Regions from separate parts of the Mus musculus genome. Here all the other regions are linked to region 1. Evidence: chromatin contacts called from public Hi-C and promoter capture Hi-C data. All regions are on one chromosome and are shown on one strand. The core of a region is the stretch at or near the end of the contact, and the rest is flanking DNA. Distances in the headings are between cores, read along the strand shown. Region 1 holds the start of Aatf (apoptosis antagonizing transcription factor). Region 2 holds the start of Supt4a (SPT4A, DSIF elongation factor subunit). Region 3 holds the start of Cdk5r1 (cyclin-dependent kinase 5, regulatory subunit 1 (p35)).

Region 1 (4,164 bases), core at 1,613-4,112:
CTGCTATCTGGGAGGGCAGTCTCCCCATAGCAGAATTTGGCAAGCACTTTTCTGTCCCCAAGCTATCTTAAAACCTCTACCTCTGTGCCTCTAAAGCACTTGCAGTCAGGATTCCAGCCTCAGAGAGCTGCCATCTAAGCTGAGAATCTCAAAGCTCACAGACTCAACTTATCCCCTTAGCAGCTTGTTTTGATGTATGGCCATTGCAAGAAGGCAGGCAAATTAGTGCAGACCCAGGACAGGTCCTGTCAACAACGGGGATGGGCCTGAGGTTGATGCTGTTTAGGAAGACAGACAGGTCAGAACCTGGTTTCTCTAAACTAGCTGTTTCTGGCCATCGGAGGGAGGTGTCCAATTTAGTCACCTCTGCCCACCCATGGCTATTCCTGCCACTTCGCAGTTCAGGGAGCAGATAAGAGGGAGGTGAACCCCAAACCCCTGTCTTTTCTCCGCAGGGCAGATTGCTCACTTTTAAGCCCCTTTCTGCACAGCCCATCTGTTCACCATCCTACACTTAAGAGGTTGAAACTTCTTCCGGAAGCTCCACTGCCCTTTACTGGCCCTCCAAGTCCAGTAGCACTCCCCGCTGGAGTCCTTTACCTGCCATTCAAGAAAGAAGGAGCTCCTGAGCTTTGAGTGGTCTCTCCCTCGCTCATGTCTTCACTTCCCTTAATTGCATCTTAAGCTCTACCATTCTTCCTCTGTCCTCCCTTCCAGGAAGAAGATTCCTGGGGTAGGAAAGCAATTGGGAGGGTGGTGGTTGGGGTATATGTGACTACTTCCTAAAAAAAAAAAATGGGTTCCCAAGTCAGGAGCAGACAGGAGAGGGAGCATTGGTAAGCAGGCTCGGGGCACCTGTACCTTACACTGTTTGCTCAGATCTGCCTCACACAGGCCAACAGTGTCCTGTATGCACAACAGCTTCAAGGTGGGCTCTGCCCTGCTTCCTTTTCTCTTTCCACCCTGTTCTCCTCACCTTAAAGGGCAGGTTTCTAAGCACCTGAAATAATGAGGGAGGAGGATCTAGGAGAATAGAATTTACTAAGTGTGGGGTAGGAGAACATTTTTGTTCTCTGTGCCCAAGGCTACTGCACCTCATAGAGAACATGTTTTGCTATGGAGGCTCTAACACAGACTCGACTGCAAGCGCAGCGGAGAGGACCTTAAAGAACAAGCTCTCTAAACTACTCTCAGCCATACAGCAATTTTCTTCGCCTGAGTCTTCGCCTAGTCTGACATTCTTTGGCTCTCCACGTCTGAAAGGCTTTACCCTAAAACAGTTGCTTTTTTTTTTTCTATTGTCTAGGCTTGGTCATCTTCACTCAAGGACCAGTTAGGACAGGAACATGAGACATGCCACAAGAAAGTAGAAATCTCTTAAATTTCTTAAATTCGGAAATCTACCTGAATCTGAGGGTGTCTGAATTGTCTTCCAGTGGATTCTACTGGGGAGCTACCAGTTGCCTACGTTGCTGGCTTTGGGATCCAGCTGGCCTGGAGTATACTTAAAAAATGGCACTGGCCTGGGGACTTAGAACTGGAAGAGCTCCTGCTTAGTGTACAGAACACTCTGGGTTCAGCCCCTAGCTCTAAATAAACAGGGTGTAGTGGCAGGCACATGTCTCTAATCCCAGTGGAGACAGGAGGGTCAAGAAATTCAGGGTCATCTTCAATTACATGATGTGTAGGAGGCAAGAGACTGTCTTAACATACAAACAGGCATGGACACAGTGTCTATTATTCAAGTCGTTTTTTCTTTTTTTTTTTTTTCTGGATTCTTCTGAGGCAGCTTTCCTGTTATAGTAGATTCTAGGTCTCCATGGAGGAAGACCTCCAACAGATCAGTATAGACAGACCACTTTACACTCAAATTTGTCATTCCTCGGTGCAGTTCATGTTTCCTGCCCTTCTAGACTGGTCACTGTGTGGAGAGAGAGTCTAACTTACACATCCTATATTTCATCTAGCAGTGCTTGCCACAGTAGTGGGCGTCAAGGGATGCTCCATGAAAAGAAAAACGAATGCAAAGTGATGGCATAGCTTCATGGGCCTGGGTGCAATTACATTTATCACATTAAGGTCTTTGTGTATTTTGAGTCTGGCCATCTAATACCAGAACTGAGTGAAGGGTTTCTCTTCTCCCATCTTCACTAGTTTCGGGGGTCTGACTGAGTCACTCCATCTTTGAACAGAAAAGCTGTTAATATCAACGCTTCTGTAGTAGAGTAATTCTACCCCCCTGCCCCTCCCTGTGATTGCCCAGGCAAGAGGGTACAAGAAGCTACAGAAACAATCTTGATTTGTGGTACAACCATCGCGATTCCTAATTATTTCTATCAATAAAGATCGCACCTCGCCGCACACTTAACACACGCAGGCCTCTCAGATCCTGGCCCGAAGCTGTGTGCCTGGCCGCAGGCTCCTCTACCCTGAGAAAAGCCCCGTTTTGAGTCCCGGGTCTGTGCTTGCTCGAGTGTGTACCTGAGGTTTGAGAGGCTTATCCTTCACTCCCTTTCACAAACCAGCCAGCCACCAGCAGCCACAGCTACTTTACGCTTAATTCCTAAACCAAGCTCGCACAAAGCTCGAGGCGTTATTTCGTGCTTAGGGGACCCTGGCAGCTCAGAGCACAATCAACCTTTCTCGCTCCAAGCGGTCACGTGCTCCGGCGCGCTCCCGCGCCGCGCGTCCGAGGGGCCTCCGGCGCACGCGCGTTCGGGCGGCTCGCAACCCTGCCACGGTTTCGGGCGCCTGCGTCTCAGCTTAGCAGCCCAGTGGTGACGCGACGCCCCGCCCCTCCGGCGCGCGCGCGCCTCCCGGAAGTTGCCTACTGGGATTCTAAACGCCGCCTCCGCGAGGTCTCCGCCTTGAGTTGCCAAGTAGAGTCTGGGCCGTAGCGCCACTGCTGCGAGTGTCGGGCCGGGGGGCTCGGGCTGCAGTGCAGGTTCACGAGCGCAGCGCCGGCAGTGACCTGGTGACCATGGCGGCGCCGCAGCCCTTGGCTCTGCAGCTGGAACAGTTGCTGAATCCGAGACCGCGTGAGGCGGATCCTGAGGCCGACCCGGAGGAGGGTGAGGCCTGACTGGGGCTAACCACGTGCAGAGCAGTGGCTCCGACTTCAAGGGCCGCTGGTGCTTGGACCTGCTCGCCTTCCCTTTTCGCTGGGGGAAAATTGTCTCTTGGGAGGGTGGCGTGAGCAGTAATCCAGCATTCTAGACTCTGGGGGTGGGCGGGACATCAGGACCCTGGCGGGGAGTTGCAGGCAGCCGGCTGGCAGCAGTTTAGGATGCCACTTTTCTTGGTATTACCTTCGAAAGGAGAAAGAAGCCTGATGAGTTTCAGGTTTTTGTGTGTTTGAAACTGACTGCTTCTAAAATCTTCATGAGAATGAAAATGATTACCCGATGCTGTTTAGCCATGTTTATTTAGGCCTTAAGCCATTTGTCCACATTCTGATGACAGACTGATTCTTCATAAACCTGTTCTGAGACCGGCTGGGAGTAATTGTGCTTTAGACTTGGGTCAGGGAGGTGTGAGAAAGACAACTGGAGGGGTGTCATGAGTGTCTATAGCACCCAATGACTGTCACATATTGAGGAAGAATTAAGGACCCTGGGCATGTAGCCGATAACACTTGATGCACTGGATTTAATTTTCAGAACCTCTGAAAAAGAAAAACAATAAAAAACACCATGGAAAAGCAAGGAAGAATCAGATTTATACGTTCCTAGATTTATAAGTTCCAAGGCATAAAAACATGTCTCCTAGTAGTTGCAGGGAGTTAGCTCTCTGTTTAGAAATAGATAGCAATATGACAGCAGTCTCCTTAGAAACCAGAAGTCAACTCCCTATTCCTGTAAGTTAGTTATGTTATGTTATAGAGGACACAATGAATCAAGGGCTGGGGTGGAGCCCAGTACTAAGAGTACTCACCTAGTACAGGAAGGTGGGGTGTGGGGTTGAAATGGCTTAAGTGGGTTCCTGTTAAAGTATTTTTCTAACCTAAGATTCTATTTTTCTCCCTCCCCAACAGCCACTAGAGCCAGAGTGATTGACAGGTTTGATGAAGGGGAAGAGGAGAAAGATGATCTGGCAGTGAGTAGCATTAGAAAGTTGGCACCAGTCTCCCTCTTGGACACCGACAAAAGGTATTCTGGCAAGACC
Region 2 (3,871 bases), core at 674-3,173, 3.2 Mb before region 1:
ATGGAGCAGACAAGAGTTGTGAAGCATTGTTAAATAGGACTACAGAAGAAGTACACACATTAAAAAAGTTCTCTTAAGCAGGGTGGTGGTGGCGCACACCTTTAATCCCAGCACTTGGGAGGCAGAGGCAGGCGGATTTCTAAGTTTGAGGCCAGCCTGGTCTACAAAGTGAGTTCCAGGCCAGCCAGGGCTACACAGAGAAACCCTGTCTCGAGGTAAAAAAAAAAAAAAAGTCCTCTTAGCCACTACTTAAAACAATAAAGATGAAAATAACTTCAATATTTATTTTTTAATTTTTTTTTTGGTTTGAAATCCACCTGTCTCTGCCTCCCAAGTGCTGGGATTAAAGGCGTACGACACCACTTCCCTGCTTCAATATTTATTTTAATCAAATAACCCTAAAACATTGTTTCAATATTTAACTAATCTTTTAAAAATTCAGATCATTTGACATCCTTTTTCCTCACCCTGAATCTTTGTTTGCTGGTATGTATTTGACACTTAAGCATATTCGAATTTGAACTAGCCACATGTCAAGTACTCAGTAGCTACTGAAAGAAAGATGAAATTTCAAGACCTGTAAGTCATATAAAGTACTCAGAAATTGCTGGTTGTTTGTGAGCCTAGAGGCTGCCTGGGGCTGAGAAAAGAGAAAAACAAACCTGGGTATGCCCCATAGTTAAAACATTCCTGGGAACATCTTGACCATAAGATAAAGGGGAATGTGAGGACATAACAGGGCTATCTGAACTGAGTCAACTACTCACAGAACTCTGACACCCTGCACGTACATGTAATCTTTCTGTTAATGTTTGAATAAGCCAATAGTGTGTCGCTATGCTCAATTCCACACCCCTAAGCCCCTTACCCCATAAAACCCCCAAGCTTTCGAGCCTCGTGGCCGGCATCCGTTATCTCCTGTGTGGGATACATGTCGGTCCGGAGCTCCGTAATTAAACGTCCTCATGTAATTACAGCAAGATGGGTCCTCGTGTTTCTTTGGGTGCTCTCACACTCCTGAGACTAGAGCGGGGGTCCCCGAAAGGGGGTCTTACACTACAAAAGTTTACAGCTACTGGGCTGGACACATAGACTAGCTCTCAGAACTGCTGAGACCAGCTAGTCTTATGACCTCAAAAATCTATCCCATATTAACTTTCTGGGTGCAGAAGTAAACAAAGGCGCGTGAAAGGGGCTTACCCATCAAATGAAGAGCTGGTGCAGTCATAAACCATCTCTCTGTTGCCCTTCATTTGTAGGTATGCATCGCAATTGTCACACCCATCATATTCGAACTGGTCTATAGTCTGGAAAGAAAAAAAAAAAGCAAGTATGAGCATGAACAACGCCTTAATATTTCAACAAAGCCAACCTCTTCGTTTTCTATACAACCCAACACCCTCTCCTCTCCAAACTGTTCCTAAACTCCACCCTCATACCTTTTTGCTCGCGTCCCTAATTCAGCTTACATATTTTCTAGCCTCTTTGGGGTCAGGTACCCTCTCCTGCTACTCTCTCGGCTGCTCTGGCTCCTAGTGTCTTTCCAGTCCACCACAGCAAGTTCACCGAACGTCTGTCGGGGAGACAAACTTGTGCTCAGTTATGCCGAGAACTGCAACGCAGCCCCCAGTAGGCACAGCCACCCGGCTCGCGTTCCGTGGACGGAAACAACGGCTCCCTTAGGCTTTCGGGCTTCCCACTCCCCGAATCTCAGAGCCTTCCTTTCCTGTGTCTGGCCCCATTTCACCCTCTTTCTCCCGTTTCGCCTCCCCGATCGCTCCTACAACCAAGGCCCCAACGGACACCTTGACTAACGAGCACAGCAAACAAGCCCGCAGATGCCGCAGGTCCTTTGGTACCGTCTCCAGGGCCATCCTCACCGATACGACAACACAGGTTCCTCCAGCCGCAGGAAGTAAACAGACCATTACCCAGAATGCCAGACGCGTCGGGCACGCAGCTTCCGCTTCCGGTGCCGGCCATCGCAGGCCCCGCCCCTCCCTCCCCGTGGAGAAGATGGTTCCTCCCGCGGGAGCGCTGGGCGGGGCCGCCCGGTCACCTGGGCCGCGCGCGCGCCCGTCACCTGGTTCGCGAGAGCGAGCGGAAGACGGCGCGCGCGCTGGGAGCTGATGCGCCCGTAGGGGCGGGGCAGCTGGGGGAGGTTGGAGCATGCGCAGGAAGCGTGGAGCGGGGCGACTGGCGGGACTGCGCCTCGCGACGCGGGCCTTTTGATGGAGCCCAAAATGCTCTGGCCTGAGTGCTCTTCAGACTCCCGAGGAAAACCTAGATTGTTTTGTCTGCTTGTTTTATTTTGTTTGCTCATTTATTGAGACAATGCTAATTCCTAAGTTGGCCTCTGAGTACGGGACGGTGATCTTGAACTCCTGATCTTCCTGCCTTCACTTTCGGAGTTCTGGGATTATGGGCGCGCACCACCACGCCCGGGTATTTGACTTTTTGACACAAGCCCCTCGTCTCAGTGTCCGGAATGCTCAGAATACAAGCCCGCCGCTTCGCGCTAGGTTGTTTTAAGGCTCGAGGCAATGAGTCTTGCCTTTCTGGACGCCTGCAGAGACAAAAACCCGACGAGGCCCCACCCCTTCTTGTAACTGGGAGAGCGTGATAGGGTTTCGTTTGCGGTCCCCAGGAATGCTAGCTTGAGCCGTGCCGACGGGGAAAGGGGAGGCGTGTTGGATAGAGGGAAACGCGTATTTAATTCCTCCTAAAAGCCTCTCGATTGCGCGCCTGGCTCATAATTTACGCTTTGTAAAACTCTCGGCACATTTAGACATAATTCCATGGGAACATCTGTGGATTAGGTATCTCACTTCTCATACTCTAACCCCACCCCAGCTGCCAATGTGCTTACTGTGTAGGACACAAAATTCCTCCTTGTCTCCTTAAATGGCACCGAGATAATATCCTGAGCAAACCATACAGAAATACGAGGTCTGGTGCGGTGTGAACAGAGCAAAGGCTCTTGGAATGTAGGCAAAAGCCTGGTCATTTGTGTTTATCTGAATTGGAGCGCTGGGATATAAATAGTTGCAATCCCGCTGTTCTGTCCTTCCAGCCCTTCTCATTGAAACTGAGGGACAGCAAGACTGATTCTAGGCTTTATCCCAAACTGCATCCACATGGGGTTCAGTGACTGGGTTTTAGATACTTTCTAGCACCGGGAAATCTCTTTTCAGTTTGGAATACATTTTCACTGTGCTATCTCATGTAAGCCTTCTATCATCTCTGAAGGAGGATCATTTTATTTATGGTAAAAGGCAGGTATCCTGCTGAGGAGCTGGCTCAGGACCCACCACATATAAGTGGGATTTGATGGTCTGCTACTCTAACCATAGCACTGGGGGCCAGAGATAGGCAGATCCCAGGGACTCCAGGCAAGTTCAAGTGAGAGGCCCTTGTTGTTTGTATGTTTGTTTGTTTGTTTGTTTTGAAAGTCTTTATTCTGTAGCTCGGGCTGTCCTGGCACTTGCTGTATCGATTAGGCTGCCCTCACACTCCTGTGAGTGCATGCACGTGTATGCACACATTCCAAGGTTCAGTATTTGCTTACAATATTGTAAGGTCACAAAGTCAGTCAGTGAAGCACCAGAGTCACCAGCAGCCCAGCACAGATAAATGACTGAATCATGACGAGTACCAGGCACGCTGCTCTCTCTGACCTTTCTGGGGCTTTAAACCTACCCTATCTGACCAGCTTTGATATCACCAATAGCATCCGAAACCAGAGGGAATAATGGTAAATGCCTATGATCCCAGTAATTGGGAGGGGGGAGAGGACCAGTCTGAGGTTATATCTTAGCTGTGCAGTGAACTGGGAGTCAGGCTGGGCCTCAAAAATCCAACAAAAGGAAAT
Region 3 (3,644 bases), core at 774-3,273, 4.0 Mb after region 1:
ACTAACGTGGGAGCAGAGACAAAAGGATGGGAGGGGAGCTCTGTCCTGCCAGGAAAGGAAAGCCCTTCTCCCTAAAAAAGCACGCAGCAAACCAGGGCCGTGCATGGTCAACAGTCATCAGCAGTCTCTGCAGGCTCCTGCACTGATGCCCCAGGGCTGTGCAGATCTTGCCTCACTCACAACCTCCTGGATCCTGAGTCAGGACAGCCAGCTCCAGGAGCCTTCAAGAGAAACAATACCCAGAAAAGGGCTGATTCCTCCAGGGCCACCAGCCATGGGCCCCAGCTCCGATCATGGGACAGTGGGAAGCCTCATCTACCCTGGATCCATCGTGGGTACAGGTGACATGGGCAAGTCAGTCCCTTGAGTCCCGGAAAGTGAGTGGTCAGCAGCCGAAGTGGCTCTGAATGCATCTTTTGGGTTCGCGCAAGGTTCATCAGTTCGAAAGTCCCCAGAGTTCTTGAAAGGGCTAAAAAAAAACCCCAAGGAAAGAACGTGGGAAGAGGCCCTTGGTGGCTCTGCTAGACACATACTGTACACAAAACTTGATTCTTTTAGTAATAAAATTTAAAAACAAGTGGAATCCTTGAGCCAGGATACCGGCTACAGGGGCTCACCGATCCAGCCCCAGGAGGAGTCGCTTCTTGTCCTCCTGACCGCTCTCATTCTTCAAGTCAGAGAACACTTGTGTGAAATAGTGTGGGTCGGCATTGATCTGCAGCATCTTGGAGCTCATGAGGTTGATAACTGAGAGGCAACGGTCCCAAAAGGCTTCCTTACAGCTCTCTACCAGGAAGGGCTTGAGCGGGTAGGAGATCTCATTGCCCATGTAGGAATAGGAGAGGTACAGACAGGTCAGCAGGACAGCCTGGAGCTCATGGTCGGAGCCCACCTCAGAGGAGATGACATCCCTGCAGAGCATGTAGAGGAAGACCACATTGGCCGGTGTGATGAAACCCTGGTCCTGCCAGCCCTGCAGAAGCAGGGAGCGGTCCACGCTGCGCAGCCAGAGCACGGGGTCCGTTGGGGACAAGTGCTTCAGGCGGTAGCACCGGCGGCAGAGAAACTCACCCAGGCAGCGCAGCAGCTCACTAGTGGACGCCTGGACGATGACCCGTTTGGGTGTCCCTGCAGAGGTGATGGCAGGGTGCGGGGCCTTCTTGACAGAAGAGGAGACCCCAGTCTGGGAGCCAGAAAGCTGGCTGGCTGGGGGTGCGGGCGGCTGAGCCGGCGGGGGCTGGGCGAATGTGGACAGGTTGGCACAGGACAGCGACTTCTTCAGGTTCTCATTGTTGAGATGCGCGATGTTGCTCTGGTAGCTGCTGTTGGGCTGCGCCTTCTTGGAGTTCTTCTTCTTCGCTGACACCGCCACGATCCTCTTCCAAGGCAGCACCGAGATGATGGAGTGCCGCTTCAGGTTCTTGTCCTTGGCGTTCTTGCTGTTCTGCACGGCCGTGTAGTGGCCCACGGTGGCCGCGCCATCCTCAAACAGTGTGGCCTTCCGATAGCTGGGGGATAGGGACAGCACCGTGCCCATGGTGCCACTGCGCGCCCGGCAGGGGCCGGCACCCCCGCGCGCCCAGCCTGCCGGCTGGAGGGGGGTAAAGGCTTACCGAGCCTGTAGCGGCCGCAGAGAGAAAGGAGGCGCTCCCGGGACACGACGCGTTTAGTCCTGCGGATCTGCGTGGAAAACAAGATGGTTCTCAGCCCCGGGCGGGGCTCCACGCCGCGCCCCTCCGCTCGCACTTCCGAGGCCCGAACCCCCGGGCTGCGGCCCCGTCGAGCCCCAGCCTGTGCTTCCACTGCGGCACCGGTCAAAGAGCCGCAGTGGCCTCCGCAGCAGGAATCCAACCAGGCCGCGCACACGGCCCCGGTCCGCGCAGGCTTACCCGCAGTCAGGCAGGCTCCCGCGGCAGGCGCAGCCGCTGCGTCCCAGGCCCTCCGCAATGCGCGCCGCGGCCCGGGTGCTCGACTCGGCGCGGCGGCGGCTCCCTGCTTCTGTCCAAGGTTCTGCAGACGCCGCGGCCCCGCCCCCGCCCGGCCCCCGCCTGCGTCTCCGCCGCGAGCCCGCCGGCCCCGCCCCGCCCCGCCCCGGCGCGCGCCTTGCAAGCCGCCTCTCCGGATCGCGCGCGCGGTCCACACGCCCGCTCGGTCTCGCCGCCAGGTCGCCGCCACTCGCGTCCCTCAGCGCGAGCGGCGCACGGTGGCGCCTCTAGTGGGCGCGCCCATTACGGGACACGGCGCGGGCGGCGGGAACGCGCGAAGCCGGGTCTCCACCTGGAAGGTGCCTGCGCCGCGCGCGGAGCCCGGCCTCGTGAGCTCCGGCGCCGCGCAGCGGAGCTCTCCAGGCGGGAGGGCGGGCGGGAGGGCGAGGGGGCGGGCGGGGCGGAGGGCGGGCCCCGCCCAGACACGTGCTGCCTTTGTTCCCGCCGCGGCCCCCTTGGCAGAGGCTGCGGGCGGTGCGGAGAGCTGGCCCGGGCGCTGGAGAAAGGAAGAGCCGCAATCAGCATCAGCGTAAAAGCCCGGCACCCATTAAGACTCTAGGAAAGCCAGGCCAGAAGGATGAGGGCGGCCTAGAGATCCTATCACGGAGGCTGTCAAAATTGAAGCTGCTGCGCCTTTAGGCCAGTTTCTTATTTGCCCATTTTAAAACTTGATGACAGTAAAATTGCAAGAAAATCTGGTTCTGACTACCGACACATAGTTCACAATCAGCCTCCATGTCCTTCACAAAGGCCACTGCCGAATTACAAGTCATTCATTCTGGACTGGTTCTGGAGACCCAAATTGTCAAATAAGCCAACCTGTATCTTAACTCAGACTCCCAACTCCGAACCTGAGAGAATTCCTGAAAACACCCAAAACAAGAATCTTGTTGAGGTCATTAGGCTTAAGTACTTCCAGGTTAGGGACCAGGGTGACCAGAGAGGTAAGTGCCCTGCCCTGTTACCACCCCACCCCACCCCCCAAAAAAAGTTTTTCCAGGACCTTACCAAGCACACAGGATGGCTAGCTTCGCTGTGGCCCCTTCCTAACAATGTTTCTCATAGAACAGAGTGGTACCTGCTATTACTAGAACACAGCACCTGACACTGGGTAACCTATAAACGAAATAATGAAGTGTTAGCTCACAGCTCTGGAGTATGGTCCAGAGCCAGTAGTAGGACGTGCTGTGGTGAGGATGGAGACTTCAACTCAAACCGGGAAGGGGGAGAGTAAATAATTACATTGGGGGACGGGGAATGAAGGCCAGTGTCACACTGGCTTTCTAACAACTCTGCTCAAAATTAATCCATGACTTGGAACCTTTCCTTGAGACACAGGCCGCCAGCACCTTGCCATCCTCCTGCTTCAATGTTCAGTTAGGATTCAGGCATGAGCCACCATACCAGCTCCAACGAAAACCCTCTCCAAGAGCGCTCTCAACACTGACACTGAGACCGAGCCTCAAGGGTCAGACTCAACCCCCTAGCTGCTCTTCAGTAGGGCGGCCCTGGGTCTCTTCCTTTTCATCATAGTAGGCTGTAAGCCATCTTCCTAAGGCCTTTCAGACCAGCTCCCCCAATGTTTCTTCTACCTGGAAAGGCAACCGCTAAAAACCAGCCTCTGAGCTGACTTCATGCTTATGGTCCCCTTCAAATTCC

Evidence for each region. Promoter capture Hi-C pulls out the DNA fragments that hold promoters and counts their contacts. Hi-C and Micro-C count contacts between places; a contact is called where the count stands out from the background.
Region 2: a promoter capture Hi-C map of liver shows a contact between it and region 1, with 4 times the contacts expected there. The contact joins the promoter of Supt4a here to the promoter of Aatf in region 1. A contact is called at or near these places in 2 of 39 promoter capture datasets (liver and pre-B cells).
Region 3: a contact with region 1 is called in a Hi-C map of CD4 T cells, with 8 times the contacts expected there. The contact joins the promoter of Cdk5r1 here to the promoter of Aatf in region 1. A contact is called at or near these places in 2 of 484 Hi-C or Micro-C datasets (CD4 T cells and cerebellum).

The regions. Positions count from the first base shown.
Region 1 is chr11:84,512,199-84,516,362 of GRCm38.p6, reverse strand. It overlaps Aatf (apoptosis antagonizing transcription factor), which reads left to right and starts at 2,862. Exons shown (of 13, transcript NM_019816.1): 1 at 2,862-3,071; 2 at 4,034-4,164. The coding sequence starts at 2,981.
Region 2 is chr11:87,735,603-87,739,473 of GRCm38.p6, reverse strand. Supt4a (SPT4A, DSIF elongation factor subunit) reads right to left here and starts at 1,923. Exons shown (of 5, transcript NM_009296.2): 1 at 1,806-1,923; 2 at 1,201-1,307. The coding sequence starts at 1,874.
Region 3 is chr11:80,475,402-80,479,045 of GRCm38.p6, reverse strand. Cdk5r1 (cyclin-dependent kinase 5, regulatory subunit 1 (p35)) reads right to left here and starts at 2,023. Exons shown (of 1, transcript NM_009871.3): 1 at 1-2,023. The coding sequence starts at 1,537. The coding sequence ends at 614.